2 separate regions of the Mus musculus genome follow, and region 2 is linked to region 1. The links are chromatin contacts, called in public promoter capture Hi-C maps. All regions are on one chromosome and are shown on one strand. Each heading gives the region's core, a stretch centred on a gene start, on an enhancer-like site or on the middle of the called end of the contact. The rest is flanking DNA. Distances are from core to core; before and after follow the strand shown.

Region 1 (5,960 bases), core at 1,278-3,777:
AGAAACTGGCCTGCCATCAGCTCACTCTGACATGAGCATCTCTGCAACCTCAAACTGGAGGGGTGACTTAGACCCTGAGAGCCTGTGCGTGTCGGGTGTCAGGGTACCTTTTGAGTCAAGATGACCCAGCTTTCTGGCTGGCAGAGGGGCTTAGCACCTCCCAATGTTGGGCTGTTGTCCTTCTCTTGGCTAGGCCAGAGTCCTACAGGAAAGACGCAGAATTGGCAAACTCTGTGCCAGAAGGTAAGCAGGAACAGGAGGAGGGAGGACTGACAGACAGACGGACGGGGTGGCGGTGCTTAGCCTCTGTGACTGTCTGGCTTTGATCTGTGGCTGCTTTGTCCTGAAGTCAGTTGCGGCCTGGGGTTGCTGTTTTGTCCTCACAGGGGACCGAGAGACTCTGTGGGCTGAGCTCAAGGCTGGGGCTGAGTCTGGCTGGGACTTCTCTTCACGCTGGCTTGTTGGAGGCCCAGACCCTGATTTGCTCAGCAGCATCCGAACCAGCAAAATGGTACCCGCTGATCTGAACGCGTTCCTGTGCCAAGCAGAGGAACTGATGAGTAACTTCTACTCCAGACTAGGTGAGCATCCTGTGTCAGGAGGCAGGCCAGTGTGGGCTCCTGCATCAGCCTGGCCATGGGACTGGAGGTAGGTCTCCTCAGCCAGCTCAAGCCTTCACTCCTATGGAGACATGAAGAGAGACAGAGATAGAGAGAGACAAGAGACAGAGACAGACAGACACAGACGGAGACAGACACAGAGTGAGAGAGAGGATGATAGGACCACACACGTTCACACTGCTGTCCTTTTTGAAGGGTACCTCGGTGCATACATCAGCTCTCTCTCCATTCCCTGATGCTCTCATTAGCCTCCTCCGAGCAAGAGCCATCAGAATGGTGGACCCGGGAGACGGAGCAGCAAGTCCCAGGGAGCAGGGCAGGGATGTTAGTTCAAGGAGCCATGAATTCTAGTGGGCACTGGGGAATCATGGTCTTTGATCCTTAGGATTCCTAGTCTGTATGGGTACCACATATGGAAGGGGACAACATAAAGGCATCTAAAGCTAGGGAGCAAAAGGCAGTCAGTGCCCAGTGCTCTTCCTGCTGAGACTAAAGGCAGAACCACACAGGGAACGACACAGAGGCCACAAAGTACAGGAACCTGCGGGCCCAGCGCTTGGCCGCCATGGAAGCTGTCCTGTGGGACGAGCAGAAGGGTGCCTGGTTTGACTATGACTTGGAAAAGGGGAAGAAGAACCTGGAGTTTTATCCCTCCAACCTCTCCCCACTTTGGGCTGGCTGCTTCTCAGACCCTAGTGTTGCTGACAAGGCTCTGAAGTACTTGGAGGTGAGGGGACAGTGGGCAGGCGGGCCGGCCTGGCATCCTGGAGACAGGACCCTCCCTTCCCTGCAAGTCTCACTGAGGCCATTAGGAGTGGCTGTGAGGCAGGATGGGAAGGGTAAGGAGGGACAGACCTGCCTTCCCTGAGGGTGCTGAGTCCTTGGCTCCTGCTTCAGCAATCGCTCACAGTCACATCAATGTCTGGAACCTTCTAGGACAGCAAGATCTTGACCTACCAATATGGAATCCCAACCTCTCTTCGTAACACAGGCCAGCAGTGGGACTTCCCCAATGCCTGGGCCCCACTGCAGGACCTGGTCATTAGAGGTAAGAAAGGGACAGCTGATAGATCCATTTCACTTGTCTGGAAGACCCTCCCTCCTCCCCTTCACGCCAACCCCAGGCCTGGGATTAAGAACATGGGGTCCACAGGTTCAGAAAGGAGATCTGAGGGCCTAGATCTTCTTGCCTTGGGGAGACAAAGGCCAAAGCTTTCCTGCCCAGGATGGGGTCTCTGAATACTCAAGCCTTATCTGGGGTGGGGTCTAGGTTTGGCCAAGTCAGCTTCCCCCCGGACTCAGGAGGTGGCTTTCCAGCTGGCCCAGAATTGGATCAAAACCAACTTCAAAGTCTACTCCCAAAAGTCAGCGATGTTTGAGAAGGTGAGCTGGCTGGGGTATGTCTGCCATGGGGGTCTCACTCCATGGTTGAAATGGGGACTTTCAGACTTGGCCAGGCCTAAGACGGAACAAACTGGTACAGTGCGACCCCTGGTGGCCATTCTTGGGCACTGCAGGGGTCTGAGCAGCAGCTCGGCACATCTTTTGCTTCAGTGGCTGTTACTCTATAGCTAGGGTGGTCCGGCTTAGGGGCAGTATCCATCTATAACTCCTGTGTCTGTCCCCAGTATGACATCAGCAACGGTGGACATCCAGGTGGAGGAGGGGAGTATGAAGTTCAGGTGAGCAAGCTAGGGTGAACTGATCCAGTTACAGGCAAGTCCTGGGATCTGCTGTCCCAGTAAGTGGGCCTATGGAGAGAGTCAGAATGGCAATCATTGGTGCCCCTGGGGACAGAAGCCCTGGGAAGAAGGGATCCCCCAAACGGGGCTTGAGGGCCTCAGTGATCTGGCCCTACTGTCCTGGCCTCTCTCCAGGAAGGATTTGGCTGGACAAACGGATTGGCCCTGATGCTTCTGGATCGCTATGGTGACCAGTTGACTTCAGGGACCCAGTTAGCTTCCCTGGGACCCCACTGCCTAGTGGCTGCCCTTCTTCTCAGTCTTCTGCTACAGTGACAAGAACAAGAATGGACTCACTGCCTGCGCTTTCTCCCCTGGCCCCAGCTCATGGTTCATTAAACCCTTGCTCTACCTCCCTTCTAGCCCCACCCCCACCCCGCCCCTTCCTGCTCATAGTGTCCTGAGCCAAGAAGTGACCAAGAGGTCAAGACTGTAATTTTCACAGTGTTCTGAGCCAAGAAGTGACCAAGAGGTCAAGGTTGTAATTTTCACGAGGGCGGAAACTGAATCCTGATACCTAAAGTATCCTATCGGGTACCAAATATAGCTCAGACTTCCACACTCATGTACATAGTCAAAATGCTTTTATTGTTCTGCTGAAATGCTTACAAATACTGCAAAACACCCAACCAGGCCCAGCAACTAAGGGCCCAGTGCTGGGGAGGGCAGGGAAGGTGGCTTAGTGTTAAGGCGCAAGGCTGAGGCCAGCCAGCTGGAGACTTATCCTCCGTTCTCCTTTCCCATCACCTTTGGGAAACTGAAGGGAGATTACCACAGCTCAGGGCCTCTGCTTCTGCCCGCCCCAGCCCCAACTCAGGCTTCTTTGCAGGCACTCTGAGCTACCCTTGTTCCTCACTGGGAACTAGTCCTGTTAGAATGGGAGGGCAGACCTCTCAGCTTCCTCTCCCCTCAGTGATGCTGTCCCTCTGGTCTTGGATCCCAGGACATCATCCCTTCTGGCTCTAAGCAAGGCACAGTAAAAGGGAGAGGGGCTGGGCTGGGGGCTGGAGACACACTGCAGCCGGGAGGAATTCCATCTCCTCCCACCATGTGACATGCCCCCAGGCCTGGGTTGGAGAGATGATGGCACGTACCCTCATGTGGCCCACAGCCAGAAGCAGTGGGCAAAGCCACAGAGTGGCCATGGCAATTAGTGTGTAACCATGGTGATGAAGCGGTCACCATGGAGACAAGGATGACGGGCTTGTAACAGGATGATGGGGCTGGACCTCGAAAGTGACACTTGAGGTCTCTGGTCCTTGAGCTGAGTAGTGACAAGTGGGAGGTGGGAGGAGGAGGAAGAGGAAGAAGAGGAGGAGGCAGATGGGGTTGGGGCCTGAGCCGCTCCCCAGCTCTGCACGTGGCTCTGCTCAGGACCCCTCCCAGCCCCTGCAGAGGGGATGAGATGAGAAGGGGATCTTTGGCAGATTCTGGTACCATAGTTTGTCCTTTACAAAGAGAAAACAAGCTGGGGTGGGTGGGTGCCGGGACAGAGCCGAGAGCGCAGCTCAGCAGCCTCTTCAGCCTGCTGGACCCAGGAGGGAACCTGAACTTCTGGACTCCCAGGACCGACAAGGCCTCTCCCTCTTCCTTTCCTCTCTGCTGGCTCTTTAGGGACTGGAGCTCAATTCCCAAGCACCAAACTCCTCATAACACAATTTGTCTTCTTGCACAAAAGCCCCGAGGTACTCAACTACATCCCGATCCTTTGCAGCCCCGTGCCCAATGTGCCACTGTCCCCAGGGACAAGCAGAGTGGCAGGTGGCAGGGCACGGAGTCCTGGGGCTGAGCTGGGGAACCCAGGAGGTGCAGGGTAGTTAGTTCATGAATTGAGTGTAGCCCTCGGCCCCCGTGACGATGACATCCATCCAGATGCGCATGGCCTCTGCAGACGGGGCCACCATGTAGTACAACCGGTCATGGGTCTTCACACAGAAGGTGAGGGCCGGATTCGGACTCTGGAAGGCAAGACAGGAAGTGCTAAGATGAGACTCCATGCCTAGAACGTTCTGTTCACTCATCTGCACTTTCTCCTCAAAGTCCCCAGGTAGCCCTGAATTTAAGGCCGAGTCTCAAACAGGCCAGACCCCGGTCCCCAAGAGTCCATAGGTTTGCATTCTAACACACGGCAGTACTAGGCTCTCTAAACCCTCACAACCCCAAGAGGGGGATACCTCTCAGTTCCAACAGGGGCATACCTCAGTTCCAAAGTTAATACAAAAGAATCTGTCACAAGGGCTGTCCCAATGAGAACCAGATTCTCCTCTAAGCCAAAAGGAGGCAGAAGAAGGCTTTCAGTAGGATGGTGGGCCAGACCCCAGAGGGCATAGGTCAGGGTTAGGTGAGGTCTAAGGGCTGGCAAGAGAGGGCAATTTGCGTATGGCGAGCTGGCTCAGCCTCCAAGGTCACCTTCTATCAATCGCCCCTCTCCAATCAAGTGTCTGCACTTCCCCGCAGCCGCCCCGTAGCTCCCATCTGTACTGTCCCTGCCCTGGGGGCTACACCAGCTGTCCTAGCCAGAGAGGAAGGCAACAAGTGCGCTTCTTTCAACAGGCACTTCTTGCTCTTCTCGCTGGCCTGGAACAAGTTAGAGGGATGGAGGGAGTCAGCGGTCAGGGGCCAAAAGGCACAGGAACTGTTAATATGAGGAGCTCTGGTTACTGGCATGTGGGGTTGGGGGTACCTTAGTCACCATGGTGAAGTGGAAAAACCTTTTCTGGGAGGGGAGGAGGAAGAAAGGAAGAGACAAACGGTAAAGAGAGGGAGTGTGAAGCAGAGCCGGAGTCGGGGCAGAGGACGGGCTCGAAGCCTCTGTGCTCACGACACCCCTGCCTGGTGGTATTCCTGCAGCCACACTCTGGTCCTCCCTGCCTCACCTTGGCTGCGCTGCGCAGGTGGTCATAGTACACTTCCTCGATGGCCTGGAAATAGATGACCCCCTTCAGCTTCGTCTCATGTTTGTCTGCAAAGAAAGGAGGGGAGGGATGGGCTGAGCCGGACCCAGCATCCCAGCATGGCGGCGTCTGAGTCAGAGCTCACGTCCTCATCTGGGGAATGGCTTACAGGACTCCAAGTCTAAAGGGGAGCCTGACGGCAGGGATGATTCGAATCACAACTCTGCTGAGATGTGATCGACCACCGTAAGACAGAATCGCTAGAACCATGACAGCTGGGCGCAGAGCTAGTGAGGCTCACACGGATAACCTGACCTCATTGATTAAAACAGGCACCTGGGAGCTGGAGAGATGGCTCAGTGGCTAAGAGCACAGACTGCTCTTCCAGAGGTTCTGAGTTCAAATCCCAGCTGAAGACAGCTATAGTGTACTCACATATATAAAATAAATAAATCTTAAAAAAAAAAAAAGTAGGCACCTGGCATCCTAGCAGTTTGCTAAGACAAAGGCAGGATGGTTTTGAGCTCCTGGCCTGCCTAAATGACATATTACATATCTCTAAAATAAATACATTTTAACATAAATACAAATAATAAATAGATTAGAAAGACTTTGATCTCAGCACTCAGGAGGCAGAGGCAGGTAGCTTGACTAGCCTGGTCTACCTAGTAAGTTCCAGGTCAGACAGAGCTACATACTGAGAC
Region 2 (5,812 bases), core at 878-3,377, 260 kb after region 1:
CCGGAACGTCTACACAAGCTCTCAGCCTTCCTGTCTTTAGAAGCAGTCCTCTCAGGTCCGCAGCTCTTATGTGCTCGGATTGTCTATCTGGAGTCCCTTACACCAGTCTCTCAACTTATGAAAGTTTGTCTCTTGTCTTTCTTTGGACATCAGAAGTAATAACTCAATGGTAAAGAGTGAAATGTAAAATGACAGTAATTAGATTTTCCTAGATAATAACAAAAAGGCAGGGATTGAAAAGTTGGCAAAATGTGGAGAAAATATTAGTACAATGTTAATTTTAAAGAGAGATTTAAAAAAAAAAAACCCTGTAAGTAATCCGTACAAAGTGGACTCAGGTAAATTTAAACCAGTGCATGTGACTTCCCTGTGCCATCCTAACAGGGCTCTTCAGACTCACTGCCCACCTTCAAGCTGTCAACACAACTAACGGGACCATTCTTTTCCAAGACATCAAAGGAGTTACCTGTGAAATCCCAAGTACAAGGTATACTCTGTCAGGGCCAGGTTCTCCGTCACAAGGTTGTAGCTCTGGGGGAACGTTGGCTCCTGCACAGCTGGGATCAGACAGGTCTCCTTGTCCAAACCTCGAAGAAGCAAAAGGAATGGTGATGGACTGCTCTCCACAGACATCGGTCTTGGGCTCCACTCTCCCTCAGCCTCCATATTTCTACAATATCTTCCTTGTAACATATCTCCAATGACTTCCTTGTCTAAAAACACTTTCTGGCTTCCTGATATCTACAGAAACAGCTAAATCTCTTTTGCTGGACCAATGAAATCAGCAAAAAACCTAAACTGAGTGATAATACTGTATACTTTCCAAGTGATAGGCAATGGGACATTTTCCTCTTTCTGTCTGTCCGTCCGTCCGTCCTTCCTTCCTTCGAGACAGAGTCTCTGTGTAGCTCCGGTTTTCAAGGAACTTGCTCTGTCAACCAGCCAGGCCTCAAACTCACAAAGATTCACCTGTCTCTGTGTCTTGGTGGCTGAGATTAAAGGCATGGGCTACTATTACTTGGCTATTTCAACTTATTCTTTGCTTTTCAGTGTTTTAAGATAAATTATTTTTGTGCAGATATTGGTTTTGTTAATTTATAAGAGGCTAAAAAAAATGCCCCCAAACCTAGAAGGAAATCAGTCAAAACCAACAAGAGATTTGTTCTGAGTGACAGATCAGGGCCCACTCCTTTTCACTTCTCCATATTCACGTTTTCTCCAGTCCGGTGCCAGCTTTCTTCCTCCCACCCCACACTCTTCAGAGCCCAATCCTGTCCCTTGCTCTAACTACAAGGAACTTCTCACTATTCCTCAATCAATTCTTTCCATAGATTTTTTTTTCTAGATAGCCTCCAACTCCAAGACTACCTGCCTCTGCCTGTCAAGTCAGTGCGTGCTGCTGCTTCCACAGGCTGCCACCTCTACATCAGCTAGTCTCTACACTCCTGCTCCTTTGCCTGGTAAACTCTGACTTGTCTGTTGAGACATGAAGACGACAGCTCTGCAGAACTGGTTGTTCAACCATACTGCTGTTGTCCAGAAAATGTTGATAACCTACCTGTCTGCCCTCTTCTGGAACCTCTGAGTTCAAGAAGGATAGCAGCTGTATCTGACTGCACTTTATAAAAGATGAGGAAATGAATATCCAAGGTTGCCAGAATCAGACGGAAGGTCTCAACAAGGCCTAACATTTAAAAGCTAACAGGTGCTGTTTTTCAAAATTCCATGTTATTTAACTTGTTCTCATCTGTTTTGAACAAGGGGCACTTTCTCAAAGGCCAAGGGAGCAAATGCTTCAGAGGTGAGACACACTCACTGTTTTGAAGAGCCCAGTTCCCCACCTACCTCTCATATGCACACTTTTAATTTTTCGTTCTTCATCATTCAAGTCCTTGAGGACACAGTACGTGGGGTTAAAGGTGAGGAGCCGGGAGGATCTGGGCTTGCAGAATGGCTGGCACAGCTTCAGGAGGGCAGCACCCAGATTCAGAAAGAAGGCATCCGAGGCATACATTTGGAAGAAGATTTCGGGCATCTGATTGGCCCAGATCTTGGTGCGGCCTGCATTTGCATGCAAACAGTTTCCAAGCCAGAACAAGATACAGTGCTTGGTTTCTGGAGAGAGCTGGAGCAAGTTCTTCAGCATCTGGTAGATCTTTTCATGGAACTGAGCCATGAACTGTTTAGCCAGAAAACACAACCACAGAACATTCCAATTTCACAATCCTGGTATTTTCTTTTTTACTCCTAAGCCCCAGCAAATACAGGTTTTTAAATAAATGCTAATCTTAACCTTTCCCTTTTCCCCTTTTGTACCTGATTTTCTGATTCTGATATATGTTTATTTACACGTCATAGATATTATATGTATTACTGGATACTTAGGAGACCTTTTCTGGTCAGCTGCCATATTGCACAGATTTAATAGGTTTCACAGTAGGGATTTTTGGTACAGTGTTAGGTGATAAATCCTTCGGCTCAATTTTTCAAATGGTTGTCACAGCATTACTCACCTCTACCACTGTAGTATGATACTGAGCCATAAATGGAACAGATAGACATGGCTATAGTCAATAAGTGTTTTTAGTTTTTATATTACATTTATTCAGTGTCAGTGTAGTTGTATGTGGGAGTAACACACTAGGAAGCATGTATGAGCACGTATGGGAGCAGATTCTCTGCTGTGTGGCCCTGGGGAACAGCCTCGAGGCAGCAGACTGGATGATAAGATCTTTACTCACTGAGCCAGCTCCATGGGCCCAGTAAATCCTTCTTTATAAGAAACAAACACACACCAAGGGCAGTTAGTTTGGCCACTGTTGTAGTCTGCTAAACACCTGCTTGACAGCACCGTGATGACTTAACAGTAACGGGACACTTAACTGTGCCCTGTTTGGCCATCTATGCCTCTTCATCAGACTACTGCTAAATTCTGTTAAGAGGCCTATGCATGAAGAGGAGGAAGGGGAAGATTTATAAGATAGATGGCTCTCGTCATAAGGATTATGAGCTGAGTGACGACAGTGTCTTGGCGAGAAGGGCAAGAACTGAGGGGTGTGCAGCACTGTCACACTGGGCAGATCTCACCCACGCCAACCATCATCCCCTTTTTAGTGAAGGACTGAAGACAGTGACACTGTTCTTTTCTTTTTTTGAGACAGGATTTTTCCACATGTCATGGAACTCACCATGTAGACTAAGCCTGCCTTTGTCTCTGTCTGCTGAGATTATAATAGGTGTGTGTCAAGGCTGATTTCTTTGCTGCCTCCCCCTGCAAGCCCCCCCCCCCTTTTTTTTTTGAGACAGAGTTTCTCTGTGTAGCCCTGGCTGTCCTGGAACTCAAAGATCCGCCTGCCTCTGCCCCCAAGTGCTGGGATTAAAGAAGTGCACTCCCCCACCCCCGCCCCTTCCATTATTTTTGAGACCCTCTCTCCTATAGTGTAGGTTTGCCTAGTACTGGCTATGTAGCTCAGGATGACCCCCTGACTCTTACTTCTTAAGTGCTAGGATGACAAGCATGTGCCACCCCACACCCTCAATCAGGGGGCAATTTTGTTATGTTCTTATGACAAACGCCAGCCAGACTAATTAGCTTTCCTAGGCAGGATGAAGCAGCCTTATCCCTACATGGCTCCTTGGTCATCTCAAAGCAGGGGCTGTGGCAGACACCCTGGGAGGCGGTTCCACCTGATGGATGTTGGCCTCCTGTACTTTGATCTCCTGAGGACTGGAACGGGATGGATTCAGGAAGAAGCCATGGTTCTCTACCACACCCGGAGTCTTTAACAAGCACGAGATATTCAGGATGACTCCCAGCAAGGTCTTCTGATACATCTGCCCATTGCTGGGATCCTTGGGCTGAATGTATTCTAAAAACACCTGCAGGAGGAAAATCCTATTTACTCAACTGTATGATGACAGAAAGGCGATAAGATGCAGGGGTCTCAAAGAATTTAGTCTTATACAATCCCCACCCCCTTTAAAGGCCAGGTTTTGTAGAATCCAGGCTGGCCTCAAACTACAGAAAACTTTTAAACATTTATTTATTTATCTACTCCTTTAGTGTGTGTGTGTGTGTGTGTGTGTGTGTGTGTGTGTGTGTATGTGTATACGTACACCATGAGTGTAGTGTGGAGGTCAGAAGACAACTTGTATGTAGGGGTTGGTCCTCTCCTTCCACCACATGGGTTCTGGGGATCAAATTTAGCTCTTCAGACTTTATGGCCTTTACCCACTGGACCAGCTCACCAGCCCTGGCCTAATGGCATCAACTTCCCTGTGTAGCTGAGGATAACACTGATCTGCCACTTCCCAAATGCTAGGATTCTAGGCGTGTAATACCACACTTGGCTTTCTATAGGCAATGTTCTAGTGCCCTCAGGACAGGAAGCATCAACTTATTAAAATGCCAGCACCAAGAGAATACAATGCTTTGAGACCTACCTTGGCCATATCCTTCTGCCTAGTGAAATAGAGAAGAATGTCCAGATATGCATACAGGAGGATCTGGCAGAGTTCCAGATCTTTTATTCGGCTGAGTAAAATATCAAACACTGGAATCATGACTTCAGGAAATGTTCGAACCTCCTCATCCAACAGCAAGGCTTCAATGACCTCTTCTAAAAATTCAGTTACATCTTCAAAATCTAATAGTAGACAGACGAGAAAAGAAGGAGGCTGTGACAGATTTTATGCATTTACACTTTCATGCTATCTGTCTGTCTGTCTGTCTGTCTGTCTGTCTGTCTGTCTCTGCTGTGATGCAGCGACTGAACTGAAGACTTGCTCAGCTCAATGCTAGGCAATGTTCCACTACTGCTGACCAGCGAACTAGATACCCACTTCCCAACAATGGTTCTTTGAGATTTATTTACTTTTTTGTGTTGTTTTGTTTTTGTTTTTCGAGACAGGGTTTCTCTGTGTAGCCCTGGCTGTCCTGGAACTCACTCTGTAGACCAGGCTGGCCTCGAACTCAGAAATCTGCCTGCCTCTGCCTCCCAAGATTTATTTACTTTTATTTTATGTGGATGGGTGCTTTGCCTGCATGCATGTACCAAGTGCAGGCAGTGCCTTTGGGGCCAGAAGAGTGCAGTGGATCCCCTGGAACTGAAGTTACATGCAGCTGTGAGCCTTCATGTAGGTGATGAGAACTGAACTAGGGTCCTCTGGAAGGGCAGCTAAAAGTGCTCTTAACTGCTGGGTCGTCTCTCCAGCCCTCTATGGTATCTTTGAGAATTCTGCTAGTATTGAGGCTTAAAGATCAAGGTGTAAGCTTCCCTCCTTAACTTCTGTCAGAATCATAGTGACTCTGAGACCCTCTAACGCCCGCCATTAGAGGAGTTTTAAATTGGTATTCTAAATTCAGATAGTCAAAGACCTTGCTTCTATACTCACGGGCTCCCTGAATAGCTTCCAACATCAAATCTACCAGTTGCTCATGGATGTTTTGGTCAACATAGATCTCTGGGGTGAGGAGAACTGTTCGAGTGTTGGACACAGTGAGGTTTCTGCACTGCACTGCAAAGGGGAGTAGGTTTTCTGGAACTTTGGTAATCTGCAACGAAGAGAGAAAAGCATATAGCTTTTATAACATGGAGCAAGGGTAGGTACAGTACACAGGATAGAAAAACAACATATCCCAAACCGTATTGGTTTCTTTTCTTTTGTTTTTTCCAGACAGGGTCTGTCTGTATAGTCCTGGCTGTCCTGGAACTCATTCTATAGACCAGGCTGGCCTCAAACTCAGAGATCTGCCTGCCTCTGCCTCCTGAGTGCTGGGATAAAATGTGTGTGCCGCCACCACTTGGCAGTA

The links. Capture Hi-C pulls out chosen DNA fragments and counts their contacts.
Region 2: a promoter capture Hi-C map of adipose tissue shows a contact between it and region 1. The contact joins two enhancer-like sites. A contact is called at or near these places in 9 of 39 promoter capture datasets (the 3T3-L1 cell line, the C10 cell line, HPC-7-derived erythroid cells and 5 more), 3 of 484 Hi-C or Micro-C datasets (Th1 cells, group 2 innate lymphoid cells and nephron progenitors) and 2 of 9 other capture datasets (adipose tissue and macrophages).

What each region holds. Positions count from the first base shown.
Region 1 is chr9:44,683,379-44,689,338 of GRCm38.p6, forward strand. It overlaps Treh (trehalase (brush-border membrane glycoprotein)), which reads left to right. Exons shown (of 15, transcript NM_021481.3): 9 at 194-243; 10 at 387-581; 11 at 1,130-1,347; 12 at 1,557-1,668; 13 at 1,891-2,003; 14 at 2,249-2,302; 15 at 2,498-2,927. The coding sequence ends at 2,638. It overlaps Phldb1 (pleckstrin homology like domain, family B, member 1), which reads right to left. Exons shown (of 22, transcript NM_153537.4): 21 at 5,239-5,324; 22 at 2,930-4,320. The coding sequence ends at 4,180. Among named protein-coding and RNA genes, the nearest start is that of Treh, 13 kb to the left of the region's middle. Within about 2 kb of position 2,528, at least 48 of the 459 cell types and tissues checked have an H3K27ac peak or open chromatin away from gene starts, as enhancers often do. A contact at or near this core is called in adipose tissue, where this site is marked.
Region 2 is chr9:44,944,339-44,950,150 of GRCm38.p6, forward strand. Ube4a (ubiquitination factor E4A) reads right to left here. Exons shown (of 21, transcript NM_001346698.1): 7 at 5,395-5,554; 8 at 4,444-4,646; 9 at 3,688-3,879; 10 at 1,846-2,179; 11 at 467-587. Among named protein-coding and RNA genes, the nearest start is that of Ube4a, 18 kb to the right of the region's middle. Within about 2 kb of position 2,128, at least 17 of the 459 cell types and tissues checked have an H3K27ac peak or open chromatin away from gene starts, as enhancers often do. A contact at or near this core is called in adipose tissue, where this site is marked.